Regions from separate parts of the Bombyx mori genome. Here region 1 is linked to region 2. The links are chromatin contacts, called in public Hi-C maps. All regions are on one chromosome and are shown on one strand. The core of a region is the stretch at or near the end of the contact, and the rest is flanking DNA. Distances in the headings are between cores, read along the strand shown. Region 1 has its middle 4.8 kb from the start of LOC134199696. Region 2 overlaps LOC119629108 (a long non-coding RNA gene).

What was found. A called contact is a pair of places that touch in the nucleus more often than the background predicts.
Region 1: a Hi-C map of whole pupa shows a contact between it and region 2, with 2.9 times the contacts expected there. The contact joins two enhancer-like sites. A contact is called at or near these places in 3 of 7 Hi-C or Micro-C datasets (all in whole pupa).

The regions. Positions count from the first base shown.
Region 1 is chr11:11,335,667-11,341,289 of ASM3026992v2, forward strand. No RefSeq gene overlaps it. Among protein-coding and RNA genes, the nearest start is that of LOC134199696, 4.8 kb to the right of the region's middle. Within about 2 kb of position 1,830, at least 8 of the 8 cell types and tissues checked have open chromatin away from gene starts, as enhancers often do.
Region 2 is chr11:11,258,094-11,263,747 of ASM3026992v2, forward strand. All of the region lies in intron 2 of LOC119629108 (a long non-coding RNA gene), which reads right to left. Among protein-coding and RNA genes, the nearest start is that of bantam, 6.1 kb to the left of the region's middle. Within about 2 kb of position 3,993, at least 4 of the 8 cell types and tissues checked have open chromatin away from gene starts, as enhancers often do.

The DNA of each region.
Region 1 (5,623 bases), core at 580-3,079, 75 kb after region 2:
CGGGTAGGTACCGCCACCCTGCCTATTTCTGCCGTGAAGCAATAATGCTTTTCGCTTTGAAGGGTGGAGCAGCCGTTGTAACTATACTTGAGACCTTAGAACTTATATCCTAAGGTGGTTGGCGCATTCATGTTGTAGATGTCTATGTGCTCTAGTAACCACTTAACACCAGGTGGGCTGTGAGCTCGCCCACCTACTCATCTAAGAAAAAATAAAATAAAAAAGGGTTCGGAATATTCTAATGAACTTTAGTCGAATCAAACCTGGAAAATACCCACTACTCTGTAAAATTTAGTTCATAGTTCCTTTTTTTTATCCAAGCTGATAGACATGAGAGGCTATTTCAGCGTAACCTTAACTAGTAGGTGAGCTCACGGGGCTCAAACCGGAGTGATGCTAACACTGACCCTAGCAAGAGCCGCGTTCGGCAGAACCTACCACCGGATCGGAAACGCGACCCGCTGAGAAGATCCGGCGAGAAACTCAGTGGGCTGTGTCTATGAGTTAGTTCGCTCGTCGAGCCCTTCGTCGTTTCTTTACTCGTAGTAATATAAATAATGTAGATTCTTATGCGTTCATTCGCTTCATGTGGTGTTGGTTAAGGCGTATCGATTATGCATACGCACCACCATCCTGCCAAGTGAGCGGTAAACTCCTCTGTCTCCGGAAATACAAACATACATCAATCGAAATTCCAGCATTACTGCATAAAATTTTTACATGACCTTATCCCAAATAGGTTTTTAAAACGGAGACTTAAGTCTTAACGGCAAATAACATTTTATTTAAAATACTTACATCATAGAAATGTGTTTAGGAGAGAAATGCAGTACCGAATGCGACTAAGACGTATTTTCATATTCTATTAATCTGTTCTTGTTTACAACTAGTTTTTTTTATTTTTATTAGGTTCACACAACTCGATAAAATCTGCACACATAAACATTGAACTTATTTACATAAAATTAATACATTGTAGAATTCACCCTTTTGGGTGTGAACACATCTTGCTTAAGAGCGTTTGTGCTTAAGATGTTCTAGGTATTAGAAATTTAAAAGTCGTTCGACTAAAATATGTAGAGCAGCAGGTGTGTGAACATCCAGCTACCCTCCGGCCTCAGTCCACGGGCGCCCTCGAGCGTGCAACAAGAATGATTGCGATTAGCTCCATTTACAGGCGCACGATCCATTATAGTCTTTCCCATCAAGCGACAAGGCTCAAAATTCCTCCTGCTCCAACTGCACGTGCATTTTAACGGTTTAATCGGTTGTACGAACCGAAACTGTGTAATCAATAGCAAAATACAACATCGCTCGTTATGAATATCAAAAATATTGAATACGACGTTTTGTAATATAAATTGTTTATATGGAATCATAACAAAGCGAAGTACTTAGTGACTGGCTGACTGGGTGCGACGTTGTGCAATAGGTATGTAAACAAACAAACCAGCCGCTCGTCGAGTCGTCGTACCGTGTAAAATGCATACAAGGCACGCGGTATCACATGCATAACTTACGTGTCCGTGCGTCCGTCGGCGGCGCGACGGTGTGCAAGCAAAAGCACGAGAGTAAATCGCTCGTCGAGTGCACTGGTACCGGTGGTGCGGGGCGGCGCGCTCCTGGTGGCCGTGAGGTCGCGCTAAATCTTATCTCAAGCGCACGTACGCTGTTATGCATGGTACGAAACGTGAGAACGAGATCGTTACGAGTGTGTGCGCACGTTGCGGGCCGCGGTGCATACGGCGGAGGTGCAGCGTGCAGCGTGCGCGGGGCGCGGGCGCACGACGCGGACTGCAGCACCACCGCGCCCTCTGACCGCGCCCGGGCCCCTATACATTCTCAACTGCACTACAATGAATGGAAACGGCACGGCCGCGGCGTCCTGACACCGTGCACACTACGCGTGCATCGAACAACCCCGCGCTCTCTCGGCGATCTCTGCGCCGGATCACACCGAACAATAGATAACATCGCAACTGATTTTGTCCCGTTTGTGTCATAATAAAGCCGTGACTTTAACCCGCTGGCCTATTCAAGTTAGAATTAGCTTTTAACAAAACTATACGTAACCTTTAGAACCAATTCGAAGGCATCTAAAGTTATATTAATTACTTTGCTGTACCTATCGTCTAACACTAATGTGATTTACATTTTAATTCAATATAAAATATTCTTACCTACTTAAAATTTGTTAAATATTAAAAAAACCTATTCTATTAATCTAGTAAAAACAAGAAGTTTTATATTGATTACAAAAATTCGAATGAAACATTAGAGTTGGCGGTTTTTTTATAGCTGTGTAGGGACTTTACTATATTGCATAGCGATAGTGCAAGTAAAGATGTCATATACCAAAACAAAGCGGCGAGGGCGCGCGTGCCGGCGACAAGGCGATGACGCCACATGTAGGCATGCTTCAGATTCCATTCAGAGGGTTTTATCGGCGGCGGCGGAGAGAGGAGCTGCGTACGCGCAAGAATTCGGCTGTTTGGGTGCGCGCGCTGCACGCGGGTCAACGACCTAATAGCGCCGTCCTTTCAAAGATTTTTCTAACCGGTACCCGCACTGTTCTAATAGGACTTCAGGAAGCTATTTACGTTTACATAATTAATGTTTGTTTTGGCTAATTCGTTGTGATGTATGAACACGCACTATTGAGTATAAGGATTATACTCAGTAACTCAGTAACTATACTGAGACCTTACAACTTATATCTCAAGGTGGGTGGCGTATTTACGTTGTAGATGTCTATGGGCTCCAGTAACCACTTAACACCAGGTGGGCTGTCAGCTCGTCCACCCATCTAAGCAATAAAAAAAAAAAAAAAAACGCACTGCTCTGATATTAAATGACTTCAACAATGATACGCAAACAAAAACAAACTCCTAGCGGGAACCGAACCTGCAAGTCCCTACAAAGCGGTTAAACGTTTGCTTATTAACAATGAATACTATAAGTCCCGAGTATCACAATTAACGTTATAATTAACAAGAAAAGTAACATTTTTCAGCAGTAACTTGAAGTTCTATTATAGGATCCCTCTGTATTTGACTCAATTGTTATTGTTCTCACACAGTGGCGTGAACCTAACATTTATGGGTTTGATTGACGTACACATTTCTGATTTTTCTAGGTCCGGGCTAGATGAGAAACGCACGATTTGACGAGGGAATTCGTTCATAAGGATTAGAGGGCGGAATGTTAATTCAAGAGCTTAATCCAGACATCAATGACCTATTAGAGCTCTAGGTGCCTATTGAAAGTGCTTCTACGTGGGTTCTTCACAACGGCGATGCATATTGAGATGTTAGAAATAGGAAGGTAGTACCGTTTCACCAGTTCTGATTCGCCTCAAGATCGGCATCCGCTATGATTTGCGGATAGGCTCTAGAGAATCAAATATGTATATTATTATAAAGAGGGTTAATATTGACAGAAAATTATGTACTGTAAAAGTATGGCTCGAATTTCTTATATTTTCAAAGCTAGTTTGGCTACAGATGTCATCCTAATTGGCTTTCTCACTCGTGGTCGATAATACCGTAACTATGATTTGGCTGTAGGGAGATCTTACCTTTAGAAAAGTGGGGATAACACAAAATGCTACCTCTTTGCTGTTAACGCGAAATGCGTGCAGTGTTTTAAGAGACTAAAGTTCAGTTTGTCTGCAAACTTCGCCTCTTAAGTATAAAGCAAAAAACAACGATGACACTTTTATTTTGGAGTATATGGTTTGTAAGATTGTAATTGAAATAAATTACTTCTTTGTATCGTGCGCGGGAAAATCGAAAAATAAAATGAAAGAGCCAAAAATGAATACAGATGATTGTCGCTTATCACTTATTTAGTACATGGTTACAAACCTCAAGAATCTCAAGCAGGTATCGGTATATTAAGGAATAATGTTAGTTAAAAAAATTCTATGCGTTTTTCTACAGTTGACAAGATTTTCAAATTTCATTCATAAATTTATTAATTGTCAAACACTGATAGTATGATTTAATTTTCGACCTTCTGTGGTGAACACGGAAATATTAAAGTACCTATCTATTTATCGCGAATAGGTCATAAATTAAGCTATGTCCAAATGTAGACCTAAGGGAATACTAAAATCGAATTCCGGTGTTTCAGTTATCTGTCTTACTTGTACCGCAAGTATCTTTATCTCCGTTTAATGACAGCATTAGAATAGAATCAGTGATAAATAAATCAAATTTCACGTTTAAATATGATGTTCCTCCTTTGATAATATTTAGTAGGTACTCGTAAATGCGATAGATACAATCAACAAGCTAGTGATCTATTTTTAAGGTTCCATGGCCTATAATGGATAGAACGCTCAATGTTTTCGCATCTTAGCCCGGATTTTTCTCGCCGGATCTTCTCAGTGGGTCACGATTTCGATCCGGTGGTAGATTCTGCGAATCTTGCTCTTCGCTGCTGCTCTTGTTTGGGCTAGTGTTAGCAAAGGCTCTCAGTTTGGGCCCGTGAGCTCAGCTACCCGTCCGCCCGTCGTTGAAATAGCCCCTTAGGCTACCAGCAAATAGGTAAGGCAATAAACAAATCGCATCAAGTTGTGCAACTATGAACTAAGTAGGTATAGTTTAAAACTTTCAGTTTTTCGACTAATTAAAAGTTCTTAAAACTTTTGTGACTAACATGTTGAAGGAAAAACGTTGTGTTGCCACAATCAAAGTCTGGAGATAAGATAGATTTGCCTCAGTTACAATCGGTACCTATAGCCCAATATAGCAAAATATATAGGTATATTGAGAGCCCGTTAGGGTCGCTTCCACTATCTTGCCTATGCTACCTAAATGGGTGCGATAACTAGATATTACCTTTAGTTTTCAAAAGTGAGCTTTCATTATATCTACAAGAACTTACAGTACACTGTATGCAAGGTTTTTTTTAATACAGTCCTTATTAAAAACGTGTTTTTAGTGTTTCTAAACCATAACATTTTTTGATATGTAATTCTCTCTGTATGGCGACCGTTTCCTGCGCCGATTCTCCGAATTACGATAAAGTACATAATAAAATTAAAATGAATAAATAGTTTTTCTGTAACAGATGAATCGGAATTATTGTACCCGGTAATTCCCCCGAATTAATAAACGTGGATTGAACAGGCTGATACTGATACATCTGTAGATGGGTAGTCGAGCTCACGGGACACATCGTCCTGGTTAAGTGGTTACCGGAGCCCTTAACTATCGCAACATGAAAGCTGGTACCCATTTTGGAATATGAGATCGAAGTTTTTTTTTTATTGCTTAGATTGTTGGACGAGCTCACAGCCCACCTGGTGTTAAGTGGTTACTGGAGCCCATAGACATCCACAACGTAAATGCGCCACCCTCCTTAAAAATGCTTTTTAAGGTTTCAGTATAGTTATAATGGCTGCCCCACCCTACAAGCCGAAACGCATTACTGCTTCACGGCAGTAATAGGCACCTACCCGTGCGGACTCACTAAAGGTCCTACCACCAGTACCTATACTATACAGCCAATTTCTTATATTCCAATTAATAGAAATTTGTATTTCACTATTCAGTCCGTGTATCCCCGTCCTTTGGATCGCACGACATGAGCTGAAATTGTGACAACACTAAAATCC
Region 2 (5,654 bases), core at 2,743-5,242:
CTTTTATCCATTCAATAACATACTCTTTTTCAACTTAATGCCTTAGACCTACATTCGTATTAGTCGTGTGATCGCACACAATGCACACGTATGTAGATAATTAGGTGCGATAAATTTCGCGATTCGTCAAAGAAAGAAATTATTTATATAAAATTTATTATGTGTTTTTTTATCTGATTTGATATCGATTTTGTCGGCGGATAAGTCGAGGTATCATTGAAGTTTAGATATGCGAACAAAAGATTTCAACGCTCGTTGTATGTTGTTATGTCTTGGAAGTGAATGAGGTCGGAAGTTTCGCATAAGACGAAGGCAGATGAGGCGCGGGTGCGGGATGAGACACGCGCTGCGGGAACAGAGAGCGGAGGCGTGCGGTGTCGCAAATAGGCCGTGACGCGGGCGGGCGCTGCACTTTCGCGCGGTCATGTGCCCGGCGCCGCGGCCAGACGCTCGTAATCGTTCCTCTATTTAAAAACGTGGTCGCCGACTGTGGGTGGGGAATGTGTCGTGACAACACACAGACGACAACGACCGCGCGCAGCGGAAGCGACACACTTCCAGCCCGGAAACGTGCGCCTGTGCCTTAAGGGACCGCCGCCGCTCGCTATTTTTAAACGAACCAGGACGCATGTTACCGTTCGTGGGGGAGCGTGACGTCATCAACTTATTTCCGAACGTACATTACGAACGATGATAATCGGGAAACGGACGTATCTTGTGCGAGATCTGTTCGGAAAGTGAAGGGGGGACCGTAGTTAAGTCGCGGTCCGTTCCAGAGAAGCACACCTCGCTTATTAACGAATTAGTCGGTGAAGAAAGGGCAAGGGCCCACCGGAGATAGGGTCAATAAATGCGCGCCTTCGTAACTCGTAATTAATAACGAAGCCGCGATAAAATCTTCAGAGCAATTACCGAAATACAGCAGGTGCGCACGCAGCTCGAACCTTCTGAAACTAATTACACCTTGTGTATTCAATTATTACTTGCGCGCCTTAATAAATATTCAACTCGTTCTGGCAAAACACATATTTGGGTCGTCTTTATTCAAACATCATAATAGCACAATTTGAAGACGTTGCCCGCTAATTTGAAACACTAAAAATGATTTTACATTCGATGATCCCAAACTAGGATTTTCTAGTAGGTAGGTATGTTTTTTCTTGACTTATCAATTTCAAAATTTCAAGTATCGAAAAATAATCGATATTTTTTCAGAACAAACTAATATTTATGTTCTTTCCCACTGTACATTATTTCAAATAATTAATCTATGATTTATTGAAATGAATGTCTTGTTGATTGTTATTTTTATTTAGTTATGCTAAAAGATTGAGATAGATTAGTCTAATCTTTAAAGTATACATCCAATTTTTAGAGGGCCAATATTCTCTTCCGCACTGTTGCATCGATATTTTTATTGAAAATATCAAAATCGATATTAGCGAAATATATCAACACTTTTTGGAACTTCTGACATCCCAAACCGGTATGGTTCCCGGAAACACGTAAGGGACGCGAAAACAAACACTCCGACATCGAGTACCAAATAAGTATCATAAGCGAATATATTGTCTTATTGTACCCACAGTATTCCGACAGTATACAGACTCCGATCGGCAATCGGAATCGGGTCCTGGGCTAAGAACGTCACCAACAACTGAACCAACAAGGCGTCCTTAATCGTTAATCGTATGCCTTTACACCGGGAAGTGTCGCGAATGGCGACGGTTTAATATGTGTCGCGTATGGTCCGGAGCGGCGACGACAAGACTTGTTCAGAGCTAATAGCCCCTACGTGCGTTAAGCGGCGCGTCTCGCATTTTAATAAACCCTAATTAAGTCGAACGATTTACATTTTTAAACTGTTTATCACGACCGCGCATTCGATGTAAATATGACATGTTTCGGTGATGTCGAATGTGCGCTCGGTCGTGGTCGGCGTTGCAGTCCGGTGCAATGCGCTACGAGCCCGCTACGGCACCGCTACGAAATCGAGATCATTAAAACACACACACACGGACACGCAGACGCACACGTACAAACGCGCAGATTAAATCTCAACTTCATTAAAATACTTTCGATGAGAATTCCGTTACCCGCCCGCCCCGCTCTGTTCTTCCGCTATACGCATCGAATCGCTTGTCGACTTCAGAATCGAGAGAACCCGACGCGAAACGTTGCGCAACAATAAAGCAACAGACGCAGAACACAAACATTAATAAACGAGACGTTTGCAATATTATCTTTATCCATAAAGAAAAATGTGCACAAACATAATACTTTCACAACACATGCATAATATGTTGCAGACATTTCACATTCTCGACGATATTGCGTATGAATTTTATTTACACAAAATACGAATGCCGGCGATCAAATAACCGGACTCGGTGTCGTTTGTAAGAATTTACATTGAGCATGCTCTTTATTTTGTTACAATTAGTGCAAGTTTCGTAATTTTTAGAGACGAAGAATGCATTATGTTAGTAAAAGTTCGATCGTAAAATTTCACCTGACGCTAGTGAGTGATTCAACCGATCTTGAATTTCTTTAAAGGCAAGCAGTAATGTTGTCCCATTTTCTAACTTAAACCCACTAATAATAGGATAGGTCTTTAATTGTGATTTCAAGATTTTGAATAGACGTATGCATGAGCTAAAATAAATGCAGGCATGCGTTCTGTGATAAGGGCCAAAAGGTAACAGATAAAGGTGCTGTGTGTTAGTGGTGCGGGCGAGGACGCGCAGGGTGCCCTGTATGCTTAGTGCGAGTTTTTTAACGTTCTCGATAGCGTAAAAGTTAACTCAAATTTGTATGGAGTTGGAACGTTTACCAACGTTTGGGCTAGGGGCGTTGTTCTAACTGCATATGCCTGCAGATTTGAGTTAACTTTTACGCTATCGAGAACGTTAAAAACCTCGCACTAAGCACACTGTTCGCAGACGCGGCGCGGTGCGGCGGCGGTGGCGCCGAGCCGCGACATGTATTATTCAAGCGAGCGAGGCCGCGACCCGCACCGCCCCCCAAATTCTGTTAGCGCCGCGTCTCGCACATTTGTGTCTAATTACCAGCCATCGTGACCGACTTACCGCCACTATTGTTTTCATTATCTGTACAAACTTACTCTTGTATTGTTCGATTTTAAAGATAAACTGCATCGTATATATAGTATAGGCGTTTCCGAATTTTTACATTGTCTACGAGCGATCAGATATGCGTGATTCGAAAAAAGCGAAACGAAAATGAAGTAGGCCGATTAAATGTTTGCTGTCATTCGAAATATGACGTGTTTGAGTGCTTACAGAGTGATGAGAGCGATTAGTGCGACGTGTCCCAGTTGCGAGAGTGCAGGGAGGCGGCGACGGACGACGGTAGGTTCGATGTTACCGAATAGTTCATTGTGTGCGAGCCGCCGCCGCCGCCGCCGCCGCCGCCCGTAAAGGGGTCAAGGCCTCAGTGGCGCCTACCTGACGTCCAGCACGCTCTCGTGACCTACTATCCGCGATGTCCCACCATTAAATAGCACAGAAGCGGCGTCCGCGGCGATATTACAAACCGGGTTTCGCGGGCAGGACGTGAAGAACAAATAAAAGATTCGTATTGTACAAACAAATATTCCGGACATGAATTAATCATTAAAGCGTTCGGGATACGCGGGCGACCTCCATGAATATCGGTCAAGCTGATGTTTCAACGCGCGGAAGTTGGTATGTAAATATTTCAATGAAATACGTGTGTATGTACACGCGTGATAGTCCCTGAAAATTCGTATTTGTAAACGCGCTTCGAGCGAGATGTGAGGCTCGGTTTAGGTGCGAAGGTTAATGACCGATAAGGTTCGCGCTAGGCCAGCTTCACATTTTCACTCACCTCTGGCACTATCACTGAGCGACCTATCAACAGAAATTAGTGTCGAAGCGTATGGGGGCGTTTGGTCGACGCCGCCGCGGCCGACGCCCGAGTAAGTAGGTCCGCCGGTAGCTCGGCGACGTGCGATAACACTCGATGGATACAGTGCTTTGTTTGGTCGTACGCTGTACAGTGTACACTCGACGCATGTACGTACCTACGCGCTATAATAATACACTTTTTTTTTGTATTGTAAACAAGTTACCTGTTATAGATGTACGAGGCGCGACTCTCGCCGAAACCACGTGGTTACCGCGACTAGATCAGCTAATACTGTTCACCTATTTCCAACTAAAAATCTACATACAATTCGAACCTGGGAAAGATTGTGTACGTTATTTTTTTTTGTTTTTTTTTTTTTTGTATTAATCTATTTAAGTAGATCACTTGTGTTTATTATAATTTTAAAACAAAAAATGTAGGTAGTTAGAAAATATACGTGCGATTACTTTTGTTAGATTATTTCCTGTTGCGTCTGCAGGCGTGTGTTAGGCTGATCACACACTAGAAAGGAAAGCGGGGAAGGAAGGCGGCCGCTACTTGCTCCTTATCGCACTATTGTTCGCGACAGATTTATAACTTCCCTTCGCCCTCAATAAGGGCTCGTGAACCTTGCATACTCCAAAATAACTGAAAAATATTTCCTAGTATTGTAATGACCTCAATGGATTTAACAGTTATTTTCAATAATAGGTATATCCACACAGATAGAAGAAGACAAAAAAGTTGGGTACAATATTTTCGTTTCTTTTTTGTGAACTGATTTTCTTTATCTTGTTTTATTTTGTAGGTACTGACAAGCTTTAGTGCTATCATTATTGTTTTGGATTTAGTCATATTTTTTTTCCAAGACGTATCTAATGAAAACTAAAACGAGGGCGACAAGTTGGGATAAAAATTATTATTATTATTATTTTATTGCCTTTGTAGGCAGACGAGCGTATGGCCCACGTGATGGTAAGTGGTTACCGTCGCCCATGGACTTCAGCAATGCCAGGAGCAGAGCCAAGCCGCTGCCTACTGCAAACATTCAATTTTGAACAGACTACAAATTAAAAAGTATTGTGTGAAATTATTGGGGAGTATGGTAATTCCGAAAGCCGGGAAAATAAAGATAAAGTATTTTTTTATGGGCACACGAGCAGACGGCCCATCTGGAATTAATGCTTTTCGGAGCCCCTAGGCACCGCCACCAAGCCCCAGACATCATTAGATTGAAGTCTCAGTTGAATTGTGTATCGGCTATGCTTAATACTATTTACTACCTAATAATATGAGTGCATGACGGCAGAAATTGACAGCAATAAGTACATTAACACAAACAGAAAATCTATGCCCACTGAGTTTCTCGTCGTATCTTCTCAGTGGGTCGCGTTTCCGATCCGGTGGTAGATTCTGCGAAGCACTGCTCTTGCTAGGGCCAGTGTTAGCAACACTCTCGGTTTCTCGGTTTGAGCCCCGTGAGCTCGCCTACACGTCAAGAAGAAGCTGATATAGCCTCTCAAGTCGAACTCGTTTGAAGTCGTCGTGGCCTAAAGGATAAGACGTCCGGTGCATTCGTTGTTGCGATGCACCGGTGTTCGAATCCCGCAGGCGGGTACCAATTTTTCGAATGAAATACGTACTTAACAAGTGTTCACGATTGACTTCCACGGTGAAGGAATAACATCGTGTAATAAAAATCAAACCCGCAAAATTATAATTTGCGTAATCACTGGTGGTAGGACCTATTGTGTGAGTCCGCA